Linked DNA regions of Rattus norvegicus: region 1 is linked to region 2. Evidence: chromatin contacts called from public Hi-C data. All regions are on one chromosome and are shown on one strand. Each heading gives the region's core, a stretch centred on a gene start, on an enhancer-like site or on the middle of the called end of the contact. The rest is flanking DNA. Distances are from core to core; before and after follow the strand shown. Region 1 overlaps LOC102549608 (a long non-coding RNA gene). Region 2 has its middle 320 kb from the start of Pabpc6.

The links. A called contact is a pair of places that touch in the nucleus more often than the background predicts.
Region 1: a contact with region 2 is called in a Hi-C map of frontal cortex, with 2.4 times the contacts expected there. The contact joins two enhancer-like sites. A contact is called at or near these places in 2 of 12 Hi-C or Micro-C datasets (frontal cortex and mammary epithelial cells) and 1 of 1 datasets of contacts at active chromatin or transcription factors (oligodendrocytes).

Annotation. Positions count from the first base shown.
Region 1 is chr1:53,493,715-53,499,185 of GRCr8, forward strand. LOC102549608 (a long non-coding RNA gene) reads right to left here. Exons shown (of 4, transcript XR_005497996.2): 3 at 1-2,135. Among named protein-coding and RNA genes, the nearest start is that of Pabpc6, 96 kb to the right of the region's middle. Within about 2 kb of position 3,502, at least 30 of the 93 cell types and tissues checked have an H3K27ac peak or open chromatin away from gene starts, as enhancers often do.
Region 2 is chr1:53,271,839-53,276,898 of GRCr8, forward strand. No RefSeq gene overlaps it. Among named protein-coding and RNA genes, the nearest start is that of Pabpc6, 320 kb to the right of the region's middle. Within about 2 kb of position 3,178, at least 34 of the 93 cell types and tissues checked have an H3K27ac peak or open chromatin away from gene starts, as enhancers often do.

The DNA.
Region 1 (5,471 bases), core at 2,252-4,751, 220 kb after region 2:
GTCCTCTCTCCAGCACCTTTCTGCTTCCTTCTCTTGGCTTAAAAAGGCCTCTGGCTGGCAATAATCTGATGATTCGACAGGAAATATGCCCGTAGTCATGAAAATAGGCCTTTTCCAACTTCAAAAGTGTTGCTGTATTTTTTTTCCCTCCTTATCCCCAGCTCTGAATCATTTTCCCCAACCAAGGCCCTGGGCCTCCTCCCCAAGTCGGTTTCTTTGCATTAACATAGCTCATACACACAGTTGCTTTGGCTGTTCTAGAAAATGCCCTTAAATGTAAAACACAGATGTTGCCACAATGTTAAATCATGTCGGTCGGATGGGTAGAACATATTCTGCCTAAGGGTGCAGAGCTGCGGAAGTCAAGGGGTTAAACTCATTTTCAATTTGCGTACAGATGAATGCACCCGGCTTTCCCTTTATCTGAGAAGCCTACATCCATAGGCCCGCAATAACAAACATTCAGGAAGCTGCATTCAATGTGAAATTTAACAAAAGGAATTAGCCACAGTGTGTGAACAGTAACTTTAAATAGCAGAGGTGACAGGGGAGGGCGGCTGATAAAAGAAAACTGGTAATTACTATATCAGTGCCCTTTGCACACCAAGTTTCTAAACTGTATTAAGAGGTTGTTCACAACTCTGCCTACCTTTTTCTCCCATCAAAATAGAGCAAAATAAAATATAAAAGGAGGCCAGCTACGTCTCTGGATCATTTGAACAGAACAGCACCGCCAATGTAAAGTGTTCTTATACGTGGTGCAATTTCTAATTGCAAAATTTAATTGTATCAAAAAAAATCTTGTTATTTTTATAGAGCCAGCCCTGCAGAGGAGTAGCAAACTCTCCATTTCTCAGCTTTCCTGCAGAAACAGCTGGCTAGAGCTTTCCTTTTTAATATTTAATCTGAACTTTATTAATTCTTTTGGACACAAAGAGACTGGGCATCTACTGCATGGTCACCTCTCTGTGCAGAGCACAGCTCTGGGGATGTAAAGCCCACATACCGCCTTTCGGTCTCAGGCCCCCTTTGTCATCGTTTTAATTCTGCTGTGTTTTTCTTTTTAAGCTTCAGAAAGCATTGGCTGGAAACAAACACCCTGGCCCCACCGTGCACAAAGGCTGACGGAGGTTGGGTAGGAAAACAGAGGACCACAGGTAACCCAGCCACAGCCAGTAAGGCACTGGGGTCAGAAGGATGCTCAGAGCAAGCTTCTCTGTATAATGGGGGTGCACTGAGACTTTCTCCACCCATCTCCCCATCCCTGCTTCCGCTTCTGTTTTCTGTTTTCTTGATATTGTGTTCTTATTCTTAGCAAAAATATTTTTTAAAAGATTTATTACTTTTGTGTGAGTGTGAGTGTGTGTGTGTGTGTGTGTGTGTGTGTGTGTGTGTGTGTGTGTGTACTCTATATGAATACTGGCACCCACAGAGACCATATTTTCCTGCAACTGGATTTCAATGAGGTAGTTGTGAGCTGCCTGAAAAGGGTGCTGTGAGCTGAACTTGGGTCCTCTGCAAACAAACAAACAAACAAATAAACAAATAAACAATACATGCTTTTAAATGCTGAGTCACCTCTCCAGACCCCATTAGCTAAACTTCCTAGAAAGGTTGAACTACATGAGTATTCTAGTGTGAAGGACGACAGAACCAATGTGAGGCTGAGAATGTTTAGAAAAACTAACCACCTAAAGGAGGCACACGGCTCTTTGATCTCTTGAAAACCCGTCAACTGAAGGATATAGCTAAATCCCGATGATTCTAGAAAGGTAGAAGCAACACCAATGGGTCAGCGCTGTATGAAGGCTTATGAGCATGAATTCGTAGTCCAGTGTAAGAATGTTTTCAGAATTAGTTATATCTGCATGAAGGATGAAGACAGATGGGTTTCCTGATATGTTGGAGAATTGTAGGTTCCTGGGTACTGCAAAGGTGTGGGACAGACTTACCGAGGTCAGAGATGCTGCCCCAAGGATCCACTGCAACACTGGATGACTGCACGTCAGCGACGACCGACTGTCCTTGGAAACCCAGCCTGCTCTGGCCTTGCTGAGATTCGTCTCTGGGAAATGATTGGTCTGTTGGGGATGTCACTTCCCAGCATCATTGGCTTACTCTTAAGACCTGGTGACCTTTACCATGAACACAAAAGCAGAGGTGGTGTCCATCACTCCTTTGTCATAGTGGCTAGGAAGCTATTCTCCGCCTTCCTCTCTGATCTGTGATTTGAGGCTGAGTACCATGCAGCCCAGCGAACGTTGCAGTCATGGTAAGGAAGGAGGTTAGGGCCCTGAAAGCTTCTCACAGTCCGAGAACCGGCCTGGACTGACAAAGAGGCCATCTTTATACCCTCCAGTCCAGGTAGTCATTCATTGACACAGCAGTTAGCGTCATGCACCCTGACGCAGCCACCCAAACTCCTTCAAAATGGAGAGACACTGGTGATTCCAACCACTGTGGCTCATTTCTGGGATTCATAGATTACAGAACAATTTGTTTTTCAGCTTTAGTTTTACCCAGGAGAAATGTTTCTGAATCTTGAATCTGTTGTCTATCTATCTGTCTGTCTGTCTGTCTGCCTGCCTGACTGCCTATCCATCCATCCATCCATCCATCCATCCATCCATCCATCCATCCATCCACCCACCCACCCTTCTATCTATCTATCTATCTATCTATCTATCTATCTATCTATCTATCTATCTATCTATCTATCCATCCTGTCTGTCTGTCTGTCTCTTTATTGTTTTCAGCTCTAATTAAGAGGCTTTGTTTGGTCATTTTAGTTAAACCCTCTCTGACATGAATGGAAGGTCTAGCTGAACAAGCGAATGACCCTCTTGTTCGCATACATTCTGAGTTTTCAGCTGGGTTTCCTGGGCAGTGTTGGAGGCACTCCATCGCAGAATATTTTGAGATTGAAGCCCACAGAGGATAGCAGACCTCTAAATGGGACTAAGATGGCAATGTCACCAGAAACTGAAGGACAGGTAAACCATAGAGAAGCCAGAAACAGCTGCTGAGCAGCTCAGAATATTGTCTCCCAGTTTCTCCAAAGCAGCCAAGGGCCTGAGCTGAGAAACCAGATTTCTTCTGGGTGCACATCACTCTTTCCCCTCCCTTGAAGGACACTGAATTTCCATAAAACCACAAAGGCCAAAAGTATGCTCAAGACCAAAATAGCACTGTGCTGAACAAACAAACAAACAAACAAACAACAACACCCCCACCCCCATAACCTTGGTTAAACACACAGAGTGTTGCTCCATGATTCATGGCCATTAAGTGCTAATGCACTGGGGATGCTATGGTGGAATATGTGGGCCCCCTTTTGAATATAGGACCTGGGGCAACAAGAACATAACCCTTGGTTGACAAGTGGGGTAATGGAGCAGAACACAGTTCCGATGCAGGCATGTTGATTTCCTGTGCTCTGCTCAGCTGGGTTCTAAGAATGTCCGTACGGAACTCAAACCTCCATCCCCAGCCAGATTCCTACGGAGGGAGGGGACAGGAGGGACGGATGGCCAGCTTGTTTTGCTCCTGTGTGCTCAGTCTAATCTGTACATATGTGCAGATCCATATTTAGAATTTGTCTAGGCAGAGAGTGGTGAGCCACAGAAGCTCTTGCTTGTCACTTGAAAGATGCCGGGGAGTTGCACGCCAAGCTCTTATCAGGAGCCTGTTTCTCTTCCTCCCCGCAGATCTGCTAGGACAGAATTCTCCCGATGTGGAAATGAAAGCTGTACGTCTGTCAAGGACATGGGACATTTGTGTCCTTTGTCCACCAGTTTCTGTCATACTGGCAGGCAGATGCAAGGCTCGTGTGGGGCAGTGGTGGGTCAATAATGTCAATATGGGTTTGAGTTTACATCCAGCTTTTCTCTGACTAAAGAGAGAGCTTTTATGTATAATTAAGGCTTGGGAAATGGTGTCAGCACTTTCCTTCAAGAGGAAAAAAAAATGAGTGAGGGCAGACGCTAGATGGGCGGAGTCTGTGACCTTTCTCTTGGGTAATGTGGATGTGGTAACTCCAGGCTGTGCTGCTTGATGCCCTGGAGACGTGAAATGTTCTATTCGAATGACTGTGTCCAACAGCCCCTCCCCATTCAGGGTTTGCTGCTGCACCTCTCTGAGGAGTCCTAAATTTCAGAGACAGTCTAGTTACGGCTATGTTCTCAAGCGCCAAGTCCCTCATTGCTCTGAACACCACCATGATGTGACCTGTCACCTCCATTCCAACAGTCTGAGAATAGCCCTGCCCTGGCGGCCTCCGTGTCCTTCATGCTTAGCTATGAGTGCCTCTGGCTGCCCAGAACTGAGGCTGTGGGTCTCGGACTCGGGAAGGGCCAGCATCCTCAGTGAGCACCTCTGTCTGTACCGCACACAGCGACATGATTCCAGAGCACCTCAGAGAGGGATGTGAGCTTCTCAGAAGTCACTGTGGTAGTGATTCCTAAGCTCTTCCTCAGATCTGGTGACCCCCCAAGTACCCTTCCATATCATTCTCCTGGCTCCCCCTAGTGGCCCAGGGGACCCCAACCAGAAAGTTTTATTACAGTTTTTTGAGATTATAATATAATTACATCATCTCCCTCTTCTTGCCAAACCTTCCCACTTGCTTTATAAGTTCATCATCTGCCTAAGGAGATGCCTGACAAGCCTGATTCTATACCACTTGTGTGGGCAACTGGATCCACCCTGATTCTAAAGCCCAGCATGTGTCCCCTCCTCCCATCTCTGAATGCTAAGCAAATTTTTTTTTTTTTTTTTTTTTTTTTTTTTTTTGGCTAGGAACCTTGGGGGATAGCTTGCCTTTGAGGTTGGGTTGGGAAATCTTGTCTTTCTGTTTGTTTTGTTTTTAAAGACAACAATGAGCCCACACTGGCCTGGACCTCATCCGGTAATGCAGGTTGGGTTCAGCTTTAAGTGATTGCCTGCCTTAGTTTCCCCCGAGTGCTCAGTAGCAGCGTGGACTACACGGGCAATCTGCTTTAGTGAGGAGTCTGAAAGCAACTGTGTCCGATGCTAGGTTTGGGGCCAATCCCAAGCCCTTCAGATTGCTGATTTTCAACATCTGTGTTAGAAAGGTTCACCAACATCACTAAAGTTTCTCTTTGTGTGTGTTGTAGCCACACAGTTCTCAAATATCCAGAAGACGTCATACCACCCCAGGGGAACCAAACTAAGCAGCGAGCGTCTCTGCCCTCATGTCGAGTACAGGTGTTAGGTCCCCAGCACGCAGATGCTGCTGAGAATTTGTCTATATTTTTAAAGAAAAGCAAGTTAAGATTTTTGCAAAGGAAGGTTGTAGCTCTCTGCTGCTTAGGGTACCACAGAGAAAGGGGCCAGAAACTGGTTGCCCTGGGAGTATTTTTTTTTCCTATTTAGTTGTTTTTTTCTTACCAAAGAATGAGGGGTTTTCTGTTAGACCTGTTAAAGGACCTTTGTTAGGGAATGGGTTTTTT
Region 2 (5,060 bases), core at 1,928-4,427:
TGATAGATGATAGATAAAAGACAGTAGATAGATGATAGATAGATAAGTAGGTAGATTCTTCTATCACCTGTCTATAAACTCTTACATGGCATAGGCTGTCACAAAAGAGGGAATGGGAAGCATCAGGAGCTAGCCTGTGCTACAGAAACACTGCCTGGCATGTGTCAGGTGAATGACAAGGCTGTTAACAAATGTGAGTCTCCTGGACATTAGCCCCAATTTCCCTTTGTAAGTCAATCCCACCTCTCTTTCAGAGACATGATGAGGGACCCGCTCAGCGAGTGAAGTCAGTTGCTGAGTGACTGTGAGGACCTGAGTTCAATCCCTGGGGCTTGCAGAGAGAAGCGGCTCCTGACAACTGCCCTCTGACCTCCTCCACACACACACACCTTCCCCCACCACTAACTAAATGAGAGACCTAAGATTTACCTATGTTTCCTACATGTTTTGGGGATCCTCACTGGCTCACATAGGCTGTGACAGTGGGTCCATCAGAATGGACACTACAGGGAGACATCAAGTGTGGTTTTTGCATAATCTGGGTTTTTGCTGAGATGTTTCAGAGACACGTGACGTAACAAACAGTACTAAATTTCTGTCATTCGTAGACAGAGCAGTGCTCAGTGTCTCAGCTCTCTATGGCTACAGAGAATTCCTGGACAAATGTGATAATTAATTAGTTCTGTGCTTCTAGCTCTGGATGACTGCCTCCCATTAGAAGCTGAAGGGGCCCCTGCATGCGTGGCTTCGTTCCCTGGTGCTTGGGGCGGCTTTATGAAGAAAAGCAACTTCAGTGTAATTATGAGACAATAAACAAACAAACAAACAAACAAACAAACAATCCGGATCTTGTCATGTGACTTCGTTTATTTAGGTTGCTGTTTCCTTCCTTAGACTCTTTAAGTAGAATAGTTAGGGTGCTGGGCTGTTACTGAAATGAGAAAATAACACCCCAAGATCGTTATTGGCAACAGGATCCTGAAAGGAGGGAGTAAAATAAAAACAAAGTCCTTTTAAAGTACAGGTGGCATTTTAGAAGGTGCCGCTGCACTTTGTTCTCTGGTAATTTGGTTTTTCGGGTGGCTGTGAGATCTGATTTACCTCAGGGTTACTGTCTGTGCTGTTCTGTTATTGCTAATGTTATGCCGGGGACGAGCGGAGCGTGAAAGGCCATCTTTGTTCTCGGGGCAGCAATGATTTCTGTGTCCTTAAAGTGGAAGGAAAACAGGGGCCATTCCTGGTTTGTTTCCTGAATGTTCAAATGATAAAATAAATGATGTAGAGACAGCACAAAGGTGTGTGGTTTTTTTTTTTTTTTTTTTTTTTTTTTTTTTTTTTTGGTTCTTTTTTCCAGAGCTGGGGACCGAACCCAGGGCCTTACGATTCCTAGGCAAGCGCTCTACCACTGAGCTAAATCCCCAACTGGTGTGTGTTCTGTAGAGATGAAGGCTGGACTGTGCTGGTTCGGTCCCCTCCTCTGGTGGGGGTTGGTCCTCTGCAGAGAATTCACCTCCTTGTTTTGCCCCATTTGAGTCCGTTGTGGGGTGTCTATGACTGGAGTCCCTTTCTTCCCCGTCACCCTTCTCAGGCACACTGGCATACACCGGAGGTCCCTGCGTCACTTCTGTTATGATTTCTGTGTCAGCAAAAAAGGCACCTTTGGAGGTCTGCACCCTAAGGGCATGTGCATCATTTTAGCTGACTCCTTTGCATTGTTGTAGCATGTGCTGTCCCAAAGCAGGGCAAACCACCTTGCGACACTGTATAGGTGGAGCTTGTAACATCTCCATTTCTTCCTCCCCTCTCCCACTCATCCCCGCTATAGTAATATCATGGAGATTTGGACGTTTATCTCAAATCCTTTCCTAAGGCCATAGCATCATTCACTGGGACAACCTTAATGAGCTGGTAATTAGTCATTCATGGGGACATACATAATGGGCCGGCTGTCTGGTGGGAAGAGGTAAAGAGGGAGGGGGGAAAGAAACGTCAGACTCTGGGAGAGGCAGGAAGGCGGGGGTACCTCAGGGATCCCTGAGAGAGCTTTTTGTCAACAAAATGGATCAGCCTTGCAAGCAGTAAAACTTTCAAATGACCTTCATGTCAAAATATTAGGCGGCTTTTTTCCGCCAGATAGCAGTTTAATAAACATAAAAAGCCCACATATCATTCAGAGTGTGGCAAAGTTTGCGTCAAAAATGTAGCGCTCCCTTTTTAAAGAAAGAATAATGTTTCTCCATGCGGTGGAGGAAATGACACTCCGTGTCAGGCTCGTGTGGCTGGAGAATAGGTATTTACGGCAGCTACAGGAGCTCGCTAGCCTTTTCTGCTAGGAAACGCTGAACTGTGAATGAGGCCGAATCAGCAGACATAAGAGGCGCGGATCTTACAGACAAGTTCATTTCTTCCATTCGGCAAAGATACCCATTGGTTTCAGGAAAGTTGCAAATACTCAGGGACATTGAGGTGAAATGCACAGCCAGAGGTGGAGGTTTCTTGAAGTTAACTCAGCGGGCCTGGGGGAGGGAGTCTTCAAAACTACGGACGCATAATTTTTTTTCGTTGCTGAAATAATTTCTTCTCAAGGTTAAACTTCAGGGGGGAAGACAGGACCAAGGTTTGAATTTAAACTGTCTAAATAGCAGGGAATGTAAATAAACACACCCCAAAGAATTCATAGTTTCTCTTCTGTCTGAGCTCCCTTATCAGAGGAACAGTGGCTCAGCGACTAAGAACTGATAAGGCCTGGATCAGGTGCTGGCAGAAATGCAAAGTGGAAATGCCAGTCTGGGGAACCGAGACACAGCACTGACGAGTGGGTGACAGAAATCCAGAACAGCTAACACACGGTCCCCATAATTGCTTGTTGGCGTCCGCTAGTGCGGTGGTCACCAGGCAATAAAAATAATGTACATTAAGAGTGTTTTGTCACTTTTGAAAAAACATAGGACAGACATCAAGTTTGGAAGTTGCTGCTAGAATCAAAAGGGGACACCGCTTTCATTTCGAGGACATAAGTCAGAATAAGCTTGCTTTGTGCTGTCCTCTTTTTACCTCTGGATCAAGATAAATTCTTCCCCATGCCTGGGATTTCAATGAGCCCAGTGTACTGCTACATAAGGCTGTCCCTCAATCTCAAAGTCTCCCTCTGCTGCTTGGAGGACTGGGGTGGGCGTGGCTCTGCTTTCCACAAGTTCCCGAGTGATACCATTCTGTTGGTCCCCTGACAGAAGTGCTTGTGTTTGTGGTCAGTTTAAGGGTTTGTTTCACAGCGCCAGGGACTCAGACGCTGTTTGCTTTCTGGATTCTGGCTACTGGACAGGTGTGGCTAGGAGCTGGTGGGAGGCGGTCAGCTGACTGTTCACAATATCACAACATGAGCATAGATTCTTCAGGATGACCTTGAAGGATTCGTTGGGTGGGTGGGTGTGTGCTCAAGCGTGAGGGGCAGAGGACAATGCTTGTTATCATCCCCCCAGGCAGACTTTGAGGTAGGGTTCCACTGGCCGGGACTAGTCAGAATTGTTTCTCTCCACCTCTTCAGCACCGGAAGCATGTGCCGCGCTGCCTAATTTTATTTTAAATGGGTTCTAGGAACCAAACTCACGTAGGTCCTTGTACTTTTAGACAAGCACTTTGATAGTTGAACCCTCTCGCCTGCCAAGTTTTGCTTATTAAAGGATGTAATACAATCAGATCTTATCTATTGTCTATTTCTAGATTTTAAACAAGGAAGGTCTGTTTCTTTGATGTTCGAGGTAAGGCTCTTTAAAATAGAAAACAACTCAGTATCCGATCTTAGAAACAGAGAGGCGCTTCTCCATAGCTTGGGCTGGCATTGAAGTTGGGATCAGGCTAGGGCTTCGTTGGGTGGAGAAACGTTACAGGATTCCATCTAAGACTAGAGCTCCCCTGGGAACATGTGACCAATAAAAGGGACCATAAAGATCTTAGATTTGGGGGCGGGGGTACTTAACCTGAAAGCTAGTCTATCTCATAATGCTATCTGTGGCTTGAATTCTCTTAGGACACCCATTTCCCACTGAGCAATCCCACACTCTTAGCTGCCTACATGCTACACATCTGGGGCCAGAGCAACCGAGTGTCTCTAGCAGCTAGTGGGATCTATTTTTAGAGACCAAAGGAGTCTCGGTAGCTCTGGACGCTTTGGAGCCATGTTCAGGCCAGCTCACAGGGAGAATGTCATGGGGCTCTGTGTGCTTGTGTGTAATGGAGTGAGTGGCTCTCTCAGGCATCATTCCAGCATCACCCACAGCATCCTGTGTGTGACCTTCCCCACAGCTCACAGCCCCATGACTCAACTCCTTCACTGATGAGCAAAGACGTTTTAATAAAGTGAAGTCACCCTCTGTAATTAAACATTCAGCCCACCTCTTTTCAAGTTTGGCCAAGGATCCTAGAAGGCCCTCTTTGCTTAAAAACAAACAGTGGACTTGCCCACGGCATGTGATTTTTGTTGGCTTGGTGCTAAAACTGGACGAGTCAGCTTGTGCATCCCTGAAAAACAATACACACGCGTGTTCTGAGGTATGAGAGGAGAGCTTTCTCTCTAAGGCACTAAGGGGAGGTCAGCTTCAATTACTTTGTATTTTGCTGTATTTACTTGCAGATCTGAGAGCTGTCTGTACATTGGGCTATTTAGGTCACCCTCTGTCCTGAAAAGGGATTAGAGTCTAGACCTAAGAAACTCCAGGAAGCTGGGAGAGTCTTAAACAAATTCAAGGGAAGATGTAACCCTTTAAAAGAACGCATTCTTTCTAGCCATGACTCTTTATACAAGGCGACCTCTATTCTGGGTGGGCCAATGGCATCTGCCCTGTCTGATCATTGACTGCCCCATGTCAGAGAGACCTCACAGCCAGTCCCAGTTGTTGCCCTGAACTGTCCTTGATCATGGTTTTGATTACTGAACACAGGGCTTTACTGGCTCCCTCATCAGAGGCTGAAGACAACATGGCTGTCAAAATGAGCAGCAGTGTTTTGACCGGACCCATTCCTATTTGGTTGAGATGGCGGTAACTCTAGGTCCATTGCCAGGA